Regions from separate parts of the Mus musculus genome. Here regions 2, 3 and 4 are each linked to region 1. A link is a contact called in public HiChIP or PLAC-seq data. All regions are on one chromosome and are shown on one strand. Each heading gives the region's core, a stretch centred on a gene start, on an enhancer-like site or on the middle of the called end of the contact. The rest is flanking DNA. Distances are from core to core; before and after follow the strand shown. Region 1 has its middle 57 kb from the start of Gm5122. Region 2 has its middle 22 kb from the start of Gm34770. Region 3 overlaps Gm34828 (a long non-coding RNA gene). Region 4 has its middle 8.5 kb from the start of Gm34770.

Region 1 (2,700 bases), core at 71-2,570:
ACAGTATCAAATCCTAAAGAATCAAAGATCTGTAATAAATGTGTGAGTGTGTGTGTGTCTGTGTATATACACAAATATATATGTATGTATATATACACCCACATATATAGATGTACATACATACACACAAACATATATGTACATGTACACACATATATATCTTGATGACATGTATATGAGACAATTTTAACTTGTCTAGCTTAAAAGACAATGTAGAAAATTATACACTTGAGTATCTATTTGCTTATTTTCTATTAGTCAATCTATTTATCTTCTATCATCTGTCTAATCTATCATCTATCTTTACTATCAATCTGTCTTGGGTTAAAGAAATCCCTTTGAACCTGATAGCAAACCCAAAGACACCCAAGAAGTTTGGCAGATTGAGTTACCTAAAAAATTTAAAAAGTCAAACAAAATTGGTGGTGGTGCACGCCTTTAACCCCAGCACTCAAGAGGCAGAGGCAGGAGGATCTCTGGATTTAAGATCAGCCTGGTCTACAGAATGAGTTCTAGGACAGCCATTGCTACACAGAGAAACCCTGTCTTGAAAAACAAAACAAAACAAATCAAAACAAAACAAAACAAAACAGGCATCAAACTGAAGCCAGCACAGGACAAGTGAGACGATTCTTGATGGCAACCCTGGTGGTTTGAGTTCAGTTCCTGGGACCTCCAAGATGGAAGGAGAGAGCTGACTCCTGTAAGTGGTCCTCTGACTTCCCCATATACCCAATGATATGCACACACTCCCATAATATAAATAAAGATGTAATCCAAAACCGTAACAACAGGATAGGAGAAATAATTTGCTGCTACAGTCTACTAGAAAAAAACAGATATACATTCCATAGAATCCATTCCTGTAAATCAACAGATCCAAGCAGAGGGGAGTCTGTGTGTTGAGCAACACACCCACTCACTCACCCTCCCAGGACGTGAACGAATGACTCATTATCATTACGGAGGAAAAATCATCTAAGAGACATACAGCCTTAGTAATATCTAAAGATATTTACATTTCGTAGCCAATTGTTGTCCTGATAATTGAGGTCGAAGTCTACCATTGTCCTGGTAGCCTTCTGGGCTTTGTGGCTTTGTGCAAAATGGAGGACTCTTTTTTTTTTTTTTTTTTTTTTTTTTTTTACTAGCAGGGCTTCCTCTTAGCTTTGATTATGATTACCGGTTCTCCCCATAAGAACCCATTCAGTTAGCACCTGAGATTCCCGGAATGCTTCCAGGTGCTAATGAGGCAGCTCAGCACCTTAAGCCTTCAGCCAATGACTTTTGCCCATCCTGGATACTCCTACCCCTGTCCCCAAGACTATGTAATGCTTGAATCACCTCATGGAATGCTGATCTGTTCCTGCAGCTGGTCTGGGTGCCATCATTACCGAACGTGCTCACAGAACTCAAGGTGTAGAAATTTGTATTTTAGCTCATGATTTCAGAGGTTCATCCCTAGCTCTTGACTGCAGGCACTTGGGCAGAACATCACAGTGGTGGGGACATGCAGTCAAGGTAGTAGCAACTCCCATCCCAGCAGACAGGAAGTGAGAGCAACCCAGGAAGCAGCCAAGGATGCTATGGCCTCAAGAACACCGCCACCCCACCCAGGACCTACTTCCTCCAGTTATAGACCTGTCTCCTAAGTTTCCGGATTCTCTCTGAAAGCAAGACATTCAAGTCGCAAGCCTATAAGGGAACATCCAAGCCACGAGTAAAGGTGTGGTTTTGAACACTTGTCCTATGCTAGATAGTGTTCTAAGCTGGCCTGGGTGTCTTCTCAATCACTTTCTTTTCTTCTTCTTCTTCTTCTTCTTCTTCTTCTTCTTCTTCTTCTTCTTCTTCTTCTTCTTCTTCTTCTTCTTCTTCTTCTTCTTCTTCTCCTCCTCCTCCTCCTCCTCCTCCTCCTCCTCCTCCTCCTCCTCCTCTTCCTCTTCATCCTCCTCCTTCTTCTTCTTTTTCTTCTTCTTCGTTCCATTTTTGTGTTTTTATCCGTTTCTTGAGAATTCCATACAGTGTATTTTGGTCACACTCAGTTCTCTCCCATGCCTCCTGAATCCACCGCCACCTTCCCTTCATGTAACTTTGTGGTCTTTAATCCCTTCCACTGGAATGTGGTCTTGAACCAGGGTCTGTTTTAGTGAACCCAGAGAGCACCAGTTTGGTCAAGCTAGCTGACCAGTGAGCTGGAATCTGCCCATCTCTGCACTACCCCCATCCCAATGCTGGAGTTACAGCTATGCACCACTGGTCTTTAGACAGGTTGTTTCAATGAACCTAGAGAGCATCAATTCAGTCAGACTAGCTGTGAACTCCAATCTGCCTGTTTCTGGGCCACCTTCACCCTGGTTCTGGGTTATAGACATGCACCATGAATCATTGTGCCTGATTTTTTTATATTGATGCTGAGGTCTCCAGGCCTTTGGTTTAGGTAATAAGCATTTTACTGACCAAGCCCCTCAGTCCCTTAGTGAAGTTGTTTGGTTTTTTTATTTTTTTAAACATGATTGACATATGCTGGGCTGTCACTGTAGAAAACACAGTGCCAGAGGCTGTGGAGTAGACTGGACATCTCCTTCCTTCTGAACAAAGGTGCCTCCTGCAATGTCCCTGCTGCACTTGGTTCTCTGTTTTCTTCCCAGTGCCATGTTCCTGTGATACCCTACTCTAGTCCTTAAAACCCAGACAGCAAGC
Region 2 (2,700 bases), core at 1-2,500, 680 kb after region 1:
GCAGAGCAACACCTTTCAAGCCATCCTGTGGTCTACCCAATTTTCCTTGGAAGGTAAAGGCAGTCTCCCATGATCCCATCTCAAAGAGCTGCAAGTCTAGCTAGAGGTGACAGAAACTAATATTTTAGCTCACTGAGCAGAAAGAATATTCTAGAAGATCCTCAGTTCTTACCTGACGTGAGGATTAGCTCTGATACAGACTAAAACATCAGAGAAATAAGAAAATGGAAGCAGATAGGGCACACCAGGGAACAAAAACACTTTCCTCTGTGCCAAACCACAGAGTTCATAGAGAAATTTCGCCTTCTCCTTCACCCCAGAGCAAGGCAGAAGAGTAAGTGGGGTGTTTCTCCAGAGACTACCTCGACCAGCCAGAAGCTCAACCATGGGCTTGCTCTACCCCGTGCTGAATTCATGCAGAACAGGGCCAACGTGGTGCAGAAGGGACTTCAACAGCTGTGTGATTGACTCCCAATTCAATGAGAAATCACAGGGATATCAAGGCCTTTGTGCCTTGCACACCTGGGATGCTGCCCTGAATGGTGAAGCATCTCTATGTGAAATCAAACCAAGCTCCCAGGCGCCCTAACACTGCCAGCACAGAGATTCATTGGCAGCCTAAACAAACCCGAATCACCGGTGAATGGGGCGAATTTAAGACCTCAATTCTGTGTTTCCTGCTCACAGGATTGGTATAATTGAAATCCATTTGCTCTCACATAGGAGAGAGCTAAGACTTGAAGGAACATTTAAAGAAGTCTCAGGAATCTCTTTATTTTGTCCTTCAGTCCTCGGTAGAGCCGTGACAAAAGAGATGTCTAAATTGGCCCTATTTATATCCTTCGGAAGGCAGTCTCTCCAATGGGTAGAAACTCCAGACTAGTAAGGAATAGTTTGGGAAGAAAGTTGGGAAGTCTTTGATAAGTGCATAGAAACTTGGGGGTGCCTTTTGATGGGAAAGTAAGGAGGGGTTAGGACTCGAGTAGCTAGCAAGTGGGATTTGCTAAACTTTCCCTAGCTAATGAATGCACTTAATGGGCACAGTGTTGGGTATCAATGCCGCATAATGATAATTTAATCTCGTTGGCTGAATTTCTGTGGCTTTCCAGGAGAGAAGGAAGGACCGGCGTGAGAGCAGTTAATCACTCTGCCTTTAGCCAAACTTCATCTAAAGTTTCACCATGTTCTCTAAACAGCACCGAGGGACTGTCATGTGCTTTCGTGAGTCACCAGTAGATCTAAAACAAGCAAAAGACCTGGGCGTTCTTTCTCTTACTTGAGCTGGGAGTTTCTGGTTACATGTGATTCAGTGCGGTACTGGGGCCTAATCAAACAGTGATGGCAGCCACCGTTCTCTGTGGCATTCTGCAATGTCTGGCACCGTTCTAAAAGTATCTGGCATAGATAGGCATTGTACTATCATAGAGAAGGGGAAACCGAGGTCCAGAAGATTGGAAGACTTGTGTATGGGGATTGTCAGTGGCAAAATGAAGTGAACACTCTACTCCTGCCCGATGTAGTCTATAATCTATTTTGTTCATCGATAAGCCCAGAGATCTAAGCAGAGCATACTAAAGAGGCTCCTGTTGACCTCCCAAGAATGTGCCCTGGCTCCTACCCTCCACCGTAAGAAGTATTCTAGGCCATCCAAGAAGAGAAACCCCATACATCTTACATCACCATGCATACATGATCCCCTTCACCAAATTATGGGATCTGGATAGAAGACCCTTCAATCAGGAAGATAAAACGAGACCCACGGAGGTTAAGGAAGTTGAACAGCCGAGTAAGGAAAGCCCTTGGAGTAGCAGAAAGCCAATGCTGGAGCAGACCTACAATTCTAATACCAAGACACCGCTCCTTCTCTTTCACCCTGGCTCAAGAGAAAGAGACATTGTGTTTCTGACCCCTCCCCCCCCCAGCACACACACACACACACACACACACACACACACACACACACACACACACACACAGAGACAGACACATACACAGACACACATACACTCAACAGATGGTGAACTGAAAGCCAAGTAGGTAGAGGCCACTTGTGAAGTTTTCGAGGATATTTAACATGAATATTTATAGTGGATGGAGAATGTATGAGCAATGGCTGAGCACAGATGTAAACACACACCACACACCACTGTAGGAGTTCATGATGCAGCTTGAACTTATCATTGTTATTATTGTGTGTCTGTGGCATGCTTCTGTCACGGCTCACGGATGGAGGTCAGAGGACGTCTTTGGGAAGTTGGTTCTCTCTACTGTGACACTGGATTTAGGACATCAAGCTCCTGAGGCTAGCGCACGAGCTATCTCTCCACGCCAGTGACATAACTCTAAAGAGACCTCTGTTGAAGATTCATGTGCCTTCCTCCCTTTTCCTCTGCTTCTTCCCCCCTCCCTTCTTACGTGTCTGAATGTTGAAATTCTAAACCCTAATGTCATGATGTCTCAAGAGGTTGGGCCTTTGGGAGGTGACTATGTCATGTGGGTGGAGCCTCAAGAAGGCAATTAGTGCCTTACAATCCTCCACTTGGGGACACAGCAGGGAGGTTCTACCAGGTGTAAAGGTCTGCTAAGACACCAAGTCAACCTTCGCCTCCAGCACCATGAGAACTAGACTTCTGTTGTTTACCAGTTACCCTACTTGTGATTTTTTTTTTTACTGCAGCCCCAGTAGACTAAGAACCAGCC
Region 3 (2,700 bases), core at 136-2,635, 850 kb after region 1:
GCTTGGATGTCCTCACATCACCAGGGGTGAGGGGAAGGCTGAGTGGGGTGGAGGAGGGGCCGTCTTCAGTCTGCATAAACATGGCCCTGTACCAACATCCTCTTGCCTTCAATCCTGACACAGGAACATATCTCCATCCTTTGCCATATGTGAGCACAAAGGAGCTTCCCCTCCCTCCTTGCCAAAACGCCATGTTTCAGAGCCAAAGCTTGTGGTCAGGCATTCACATACACGCACACATACCCTCAAAACTGCTCAAGGGTGGCCTCCCTTTGTGCTCCAGGGTCAACAGAGCACTCAGCTTCCAGAGGAGGGATAGTATCTAAAACTTGCATGGTACCTCATTCTCTGAATTCCTGAACTCACCTCTGTCTGGGAGTGGCAGGAGCCTTGAGTGGCAAAGACTCGAGGGTTAGGACATTAGGACATGGCTAAAGTCATTGGGTACTGTCTCCGGTGTTCCAGCTCAAATCTGGTATCTAGGACTGGTGATTGTGGCACCAGAAGCCCAAGCCTTGTGCCTTCCCCAGTCTACAAATAGTCTGTGTACCACACACCCCATCAAGTACAAAGAGGGACTCTACAGTGTTCCATGAAGAACCAAGACACAGCCTGTTCCCCCACCAACCTGCCACATGCCCTCCCACAAACCCAGCCTTGTCCACGTACAGGGGTCAAGCTCACCCAGGCCCATCCTTGGTGGCCCAGAAGAAGAAGCAAAACCAAGGACAGACTTCTATAAATAGGTACATCGTTCTGGGAAGGTCACCACTCAGAGCCACGAGAGCCCAAAATTCTCTAGAGACAAACATGGGACATGAGCTGAGACGCAGCCACCTCGCTTCTTGAGGCCAGGCCGGGCGGTGGCCACAGCTGGCTGGTCAGCTGCTGAATGGCCTTCGGGCTGCAGAAATACTTGCACACTGCGTTTTCTTTTCAAGGGGGCTGCCAGTGTGGACACAGAGGAAAAACGGGGAGCTGGAGGCCCAAGAGACATGGAAGGGAAACCTTCTCCCAACTCTGACCCTGAGTTCCTCAGTCTAACTAAACAACCTGCCAGTTGGATCTCAGCAGGGGGAGGCTTTCCCTCCCTGCTTCTCCGATGGACATCTGGCAACCACTCTAACATTCTGGGTAGAAAACGCAGAGGGGTGAAGGCAGGTTGCTAGATGTGCTCAGATGTACCACAAGGAATCCTGAAGCCGACTGTTGGCACCCGCTAGGTAGGAGTCCCTGTTAGCCCTTCTCTCCTGGGCCCTCCACCTACAACCCCACCTCCTTCCTTCCTTTCCAAGGGCCCCTGACAAGGCAGCCACAGCACACAAGCACTCCTAGCTACGCAAATAGCAACTCCTTCTTTTCTGGTGTTTGCTTAGCCAATATTGACTCTGCGGCCTAACACTGGTGCTATTGAGCTGGGTTCTTCTCGATATTGTTTGAGCAGCATTAGCAGAGCCTGTGATAACCAACAGCAGGGCAGGAAGCCACCCTGCCTCCCCCACCCTTGCTCCCCAACAACCCCCCCCCCACACACACACACAACCCCTCCCTGTGAGAGGCTCCTGTAAAGACAGAGGAACCTAAGGCTGGCTCCTCCACTGAGCAAACACAAGAGGGGAGAGAGGGAGCATGCTCTCTGGCTCAGTCAACACTCCAGAGGAGTCACAGCGACTGGAAAGGTTACTAGGGGAGGTTGCCCTTTAGGGGTGGGGTCAGTAAAAAGGGAAGGTAAAGAAGTCTGGGGCTATTAGCCAAACCCTGTAGTTGGCATCTATGGGAAAGGCCTGTGGGGACTGGTACTCACGGGCCCCGGGTGACTAAGCAGAGAATCGATGAATCCCCTCATCAGCCGAGCATGACAGATGAAGGCCTACTGGACGTCAATCACCGTAGCTTAGTGGGAGGGGCCTGCAGACAAGCCCTTGCACCTACCATGTTTTAATGACATAGATTTAGAAAAAAAATTCCTCGCTGTGGGCTTTTGTGGGCTTGCTTTGATGCTGCTATGAGTTCATATTTAAGAGTAACTCTCTCCTCTGGAAAGAATGGTTTTGGCAGCCCTAATGATATGCCACCATTAGATGTTCTCAATGGTCATCCCAGGAGACGGGCCATGGTGACCTCCATTCATATTTGGGTATAGGGATAGGTGTCAGGATCATTCTGGGGGCCTACCCAAAGCAGGGGTGGTCGGGGAAAAGCCACAGTGGTCGTCAGCCTTTGGGGGTGCCCTGGGTGATATAGAGGAAGGATGCATATCAGCCGGAAATGTGGCTCAGCCGGCAGATTACTTGCTCAACACCACATAAACTAATATGACGGAGACCGTCTGTAATCCTGGCACTCCAGAGATGCAGGCAGGAAAATCAGGAGCTCAGAGTCATCTTTGACTACATGGTGAGTTCAAGGCCAATGTGGGACACATGAGACCCTGTCTCAGAAAAAAGATGGGGGTGGGGGGGACACATTCAGTGTCACATACATAGCTTCCAATCTCAATGGAGAGCAGAGAAGCTCATGAAGCCAGTATGGGATGAAGGCTCAAGGCGGCGTTAATAAGTGCTTAAAGATGACTACCTCACAAGGTTGTGCCCAACTTCCCACACCACAACCAGCCATTCCTGAGACTAGACAGCCACAGGATATCCAGGGGCAAGGCACCCACATAGGGTGGCTTTTCATTGCCCACAAGTAAAGCAA
Region 4 (2,700 bases), core at 42-2,541, 710 kb after region 1:
ATGCTGTGTCATTGTGACCCAGGTGGGACTCCTTCTTAGAGAGCCTGTGACCACGAAGCCTTCCCTACATTGAGCTCTTCAGGGCTCTCTGTGGCTGAGCCAGCCTGACACCCTGCTTGGCTCATGGGAAAGCTTTTGAGGTCCAGGACACATTCATTCTCTTGTATCTGATGAGCTTTGCTAGGGCCACTTGGACAAAACTAATCACAATGTCATTAGCCTAGGGTGCCTGGAGATGATCTTGGACTTAAATTAGAGGACGCCATTATTTTGAACTAAACTTCTGTGTTGGGTCCTGACAGTGCAGACTCATTCACATGGGTAACTTACACTCAAGTTTTACGTCACCAAAACTGAAAGGAGATTGTCTGATCTTCTAAGCAAGCATGAAAGATAGGAACCAATGTTCCCCAACCGCTCGTTTCCATGGGCTTGATAACAGCTTCTCTCCTCAGTAAGAATTTACCCAAAGTAACCTTATGTTTACCAACTCGTTATTTTTCTCTTGTTCTTCCTGCACGGCCCTGCTTGACAAAGGAAGCGACTTTGAAGTCACAGGTATCTAAAGAGATGCCTCCTCGGGTCAATGCACTTGCTGAGCACACAGAAACCTCAGTTCAGATCCTGGGTAAAAAGCCGGGCAACCAATCACAAAAAAATCAAAAATCAAAAAGCTCATCATTGATGGGACAGAAATGCCAGAATCAGGAGAATGTGCTCTGAGAGTGCGCTCCTTCAATTTATTTACAAAGCATTTTTAGCTGGGGAGGAAGACATGGCCCATGAAACTGTAATCCCAGAATTTGGGGGGTGGGAGTGGTGGAAGTAGGAAGATCAGAAATTCAAGTTCATCCTTGACTAGATAGTGAAATACTGTCCCAAACCACTCTACTCCCCCACCCTCAAAACTGTGAAATGTAGGCTGTAGGTCAAGCCCTGTGGCTGCTCCACGTAACAGATAGAGCCTACAGCTTGTCACTGCCTCAGGTCACCTGGGCCTCTACTCGCATCCCTCTCGCTGACTTGCTCATGGAGATGGAAAGCTGAATCCTGAGTCTCCTTTGGTTTTTCTTCTGTTGATTTCTTTTACAGAGTGCCTAGGAAGAGATAACTAGGCCTGCACAAGAATGGAACCCACATCCCTGGTTGGGGGGGGGGTGGATATCTGCTGAGCACCCCCAGAAGCCTCCCAGTTCCCTAAGCTATTCCTTTTTCAAGCTCCAAGGCTTCCCACACTTATGCAAAGCACCTCTGCCGAGTCTCTGAGTTGCTGGAGGGGAAACTCCAAACCTCAGAGAGAAATTAAGAGGCTGATTGGCTCTTGGGAAATGAGACAAAAAACTAGCCCGGGTGAACCACTGGGCTGAAACTGTTTCCCCAGATGAGTCACAGCGTTATCCACGAGAAGGAATGTCCCTTCCCACCCCCATCCCCACCCCCAAAGGGCCTCAGCTGATCTGGAAGATTGGCCTGGTTACATAGCCAGAGGAACAGAAGGCAAAAAAGCAAGAGACTGGGGTGATCGCTTACCAAAGAAACCGCAACCACCTTCCGCCCGCCTGGGTGGGGTCTGCCTTTCTTCTTTTAACCTGTCAACTGCTTGTCAGCACCTCCATTTCCTGCCAGCCCTTAGAGGAGACCTTTGTGTGCTCTCAAGAGACGGTGCCCTCAATCCCATCATCTCTCTCTCTCTCTCTCTAGGGCAAGGCAACAATAGTCTTTAGGCTTATCCCCAACAAAAAGATGTTAAAACATAGAAGCCAGTCACCATACATGTTAAGGACCAGGAAAACAGAGAGCAGCAAAGTTGGCATGGGGCACCTGTCCTTGTGGAGTTGACAGTCAGCCAAGATCAAATAACCTGAACAGAGAGCATTCACCAAGGGCAGAGGTTGGACAAATGTCTAGAATGTGACAGAGAACCAATGTGTATGTGGCAATCCAGGAAACTGTATTAGTAATTGTCAACCATCATGATTTATTTGTTTGTTCGTTGATAAAGAAAGAATGGGCTGTCTGGGGAGTATAATCCAAAACAGGGGAAGGCTGTGAAGCAGAAGGAAGATCTTTTGGTGAGGGGCTCACTGGGAAAGGTCTTTGGAGATGGAGGACAGGGTCTGTCTGAAGAGGACAGCACAGAGGGTCCTAGTGGCAGTAAGAGGCAGTTAGAATGTGCAGAAGGGACTTATGTGGCCAGACCCTGTTGCCATCCCAAGGTCAAAGAGCCACTGGGAAAGCACATGCACGAGGGTCCAGCTGTGTGTGACTGTTTGGAGCACATCAGTGCTTGTGGCAGCTGAGGCTGGAAAGTAAAGTGATGTATGGCTAACTTACTGCCAAGTTCACCTTCACTTCAATGTGTAATATGGCTCATTTAACAAATGCCGGGATCACATGACAGCTCACCAGATGCTAAGCTAAAAGCTCAGCAAATATCATCTCACTCTGTCCTCACAGTGGCACTGTGACATGGGTGCCCCCATTAGCTTGTTTAAAAGATGGGCCATCTTGGCTGGGGTATTCAAACCAACTCCATTGGTGACAGTATGATAGTCTTCCTCAGTTCCTGAGGGACATGGAGAGTTCCAGAAACCTGCTTTGTGCCTATGGAGAGAGGAGGAGGAGGAAGAGCAAGAAGAGGAAGAGGGCAGAGAAGCAGCAGCTGTAGTTACTGTAGCTGAGGAAGACAGATAGGTAGGA

What was found. HiChIP or PLAC-seq counts read pairs in DNA pulled down with a chosen protein or histone mark.
Region 2: a contact with region 1 is called in a FOXA1 HiChIP or PLAC-seq map of pancreatic cancer cells. The contact joins two enhancer-like sites. A contact is called at or near these places in 1 of 484 Hi-C or Micro-C datasets (bone marrow-derived macrophages), 3 of 115 datasets of contacts at active chromatin or transcription factors (cardiomyocytes, embryonic stem cells and pancreatic cancer cells) and 1 of 9 other capture datasets (embryonic stem cells).
Region 3: a FOXA1 HiChIP or PLAC-seq map of pancreatic cancer cells shows a contact between it and region 1. The contact joins two enhancer-like sites. A contact is called at or near these places in 3 of 484 Hi-C or Micro-C datasets (bone marrow-derived macrophages, liver and nephron progenitors), 1 of 115 datasets of contacts at active chromatin or transcription factors (pancreatic cancer cells) and 1 of 9 other capture datasets (embryonic stem cells).
Region 4: an HNF4G HiChIP or PLAC-seq map of pancreatic cancer cells shows a contact between it and region 1. The contact joins two enhancer-like sites. A contact is called at or near these places in 1 of 484 Hi-C or Micro-C datasets (bone marrow-derived macrophages) and 5 of 115 datasets of contacts at active chromatin or transcription factors (embryonic stem cells, large pre-B cells and pancreatic cancer cells).

What each region holds. Positions count from the first base shown.
Region 1 is chr9:60,958,826-60,961,525 of GRCm38.p6, forward strand. No RefSeq gene overlaps it. Among named protein-coding and RNA genes, the nearest start is that of Gm5122, 57 kb to the right of the region's middle. Within about 2 kb of position 1,321, at least 6 of the 459 cell types and tissues checked have an H3K27ac peak or open chromatin away from gene starts, as enhancers often do. A contact at or near this core is called in pancreatic cancer cells, where this site is marked.
Region 2 is chr9:61,637,856-61,640,555 of GRCm38.p6, forward strand. No RefSeq gene overlaps it. Among named protein-coding and RNA genes, the nearest start is that of Gm34770, 22 kb to the right of the region's middle. Within about 2 kb of position 1,251, at least 18 of the 459 cell types and tissues checked have an H3K27ac peak or open chromatin away from gene starts, as enhancers often do. A contact at or near this core is called in pancreatic cancer cells, where this site is marked.
Region 3 is chr9:61,807,361-61,810,060 of GRCm38.p6, forward strand. All of the region lies in intron 3 of Gm34828 (a long non-coding RNA gene), which reads right to left. Among named protein-coding and RNA genes, the nearest start is that of Gm34828, 14 kb to the right of the region's middle. Within about 2 kb of position 1,386, at least 47 of the 459 cell types and tissues checked have an H3K27ac peak or open chromatin away from gene starts, as enhancers often do. A contact at or near this core is called in pancreatic cancer cells, where this site is marked.
Region 4 is chr9:61,668,485-61,671,184 of GRCm38.p6, forward strand. No RefSeq gene overlaps it. Among named protein-coding and RNA genes, the nearest start is that of Gm34770, 8.5 kb to the left of the region's middle. Within about 2 kb of position 1,292, at least 118 of the 459 cell types and tissues checked have an H3K27ac peak or open chromatin away from gene starts, as enhancers often do. A contact at or near this core is called in pancreatic cancer cells, where this site is marked.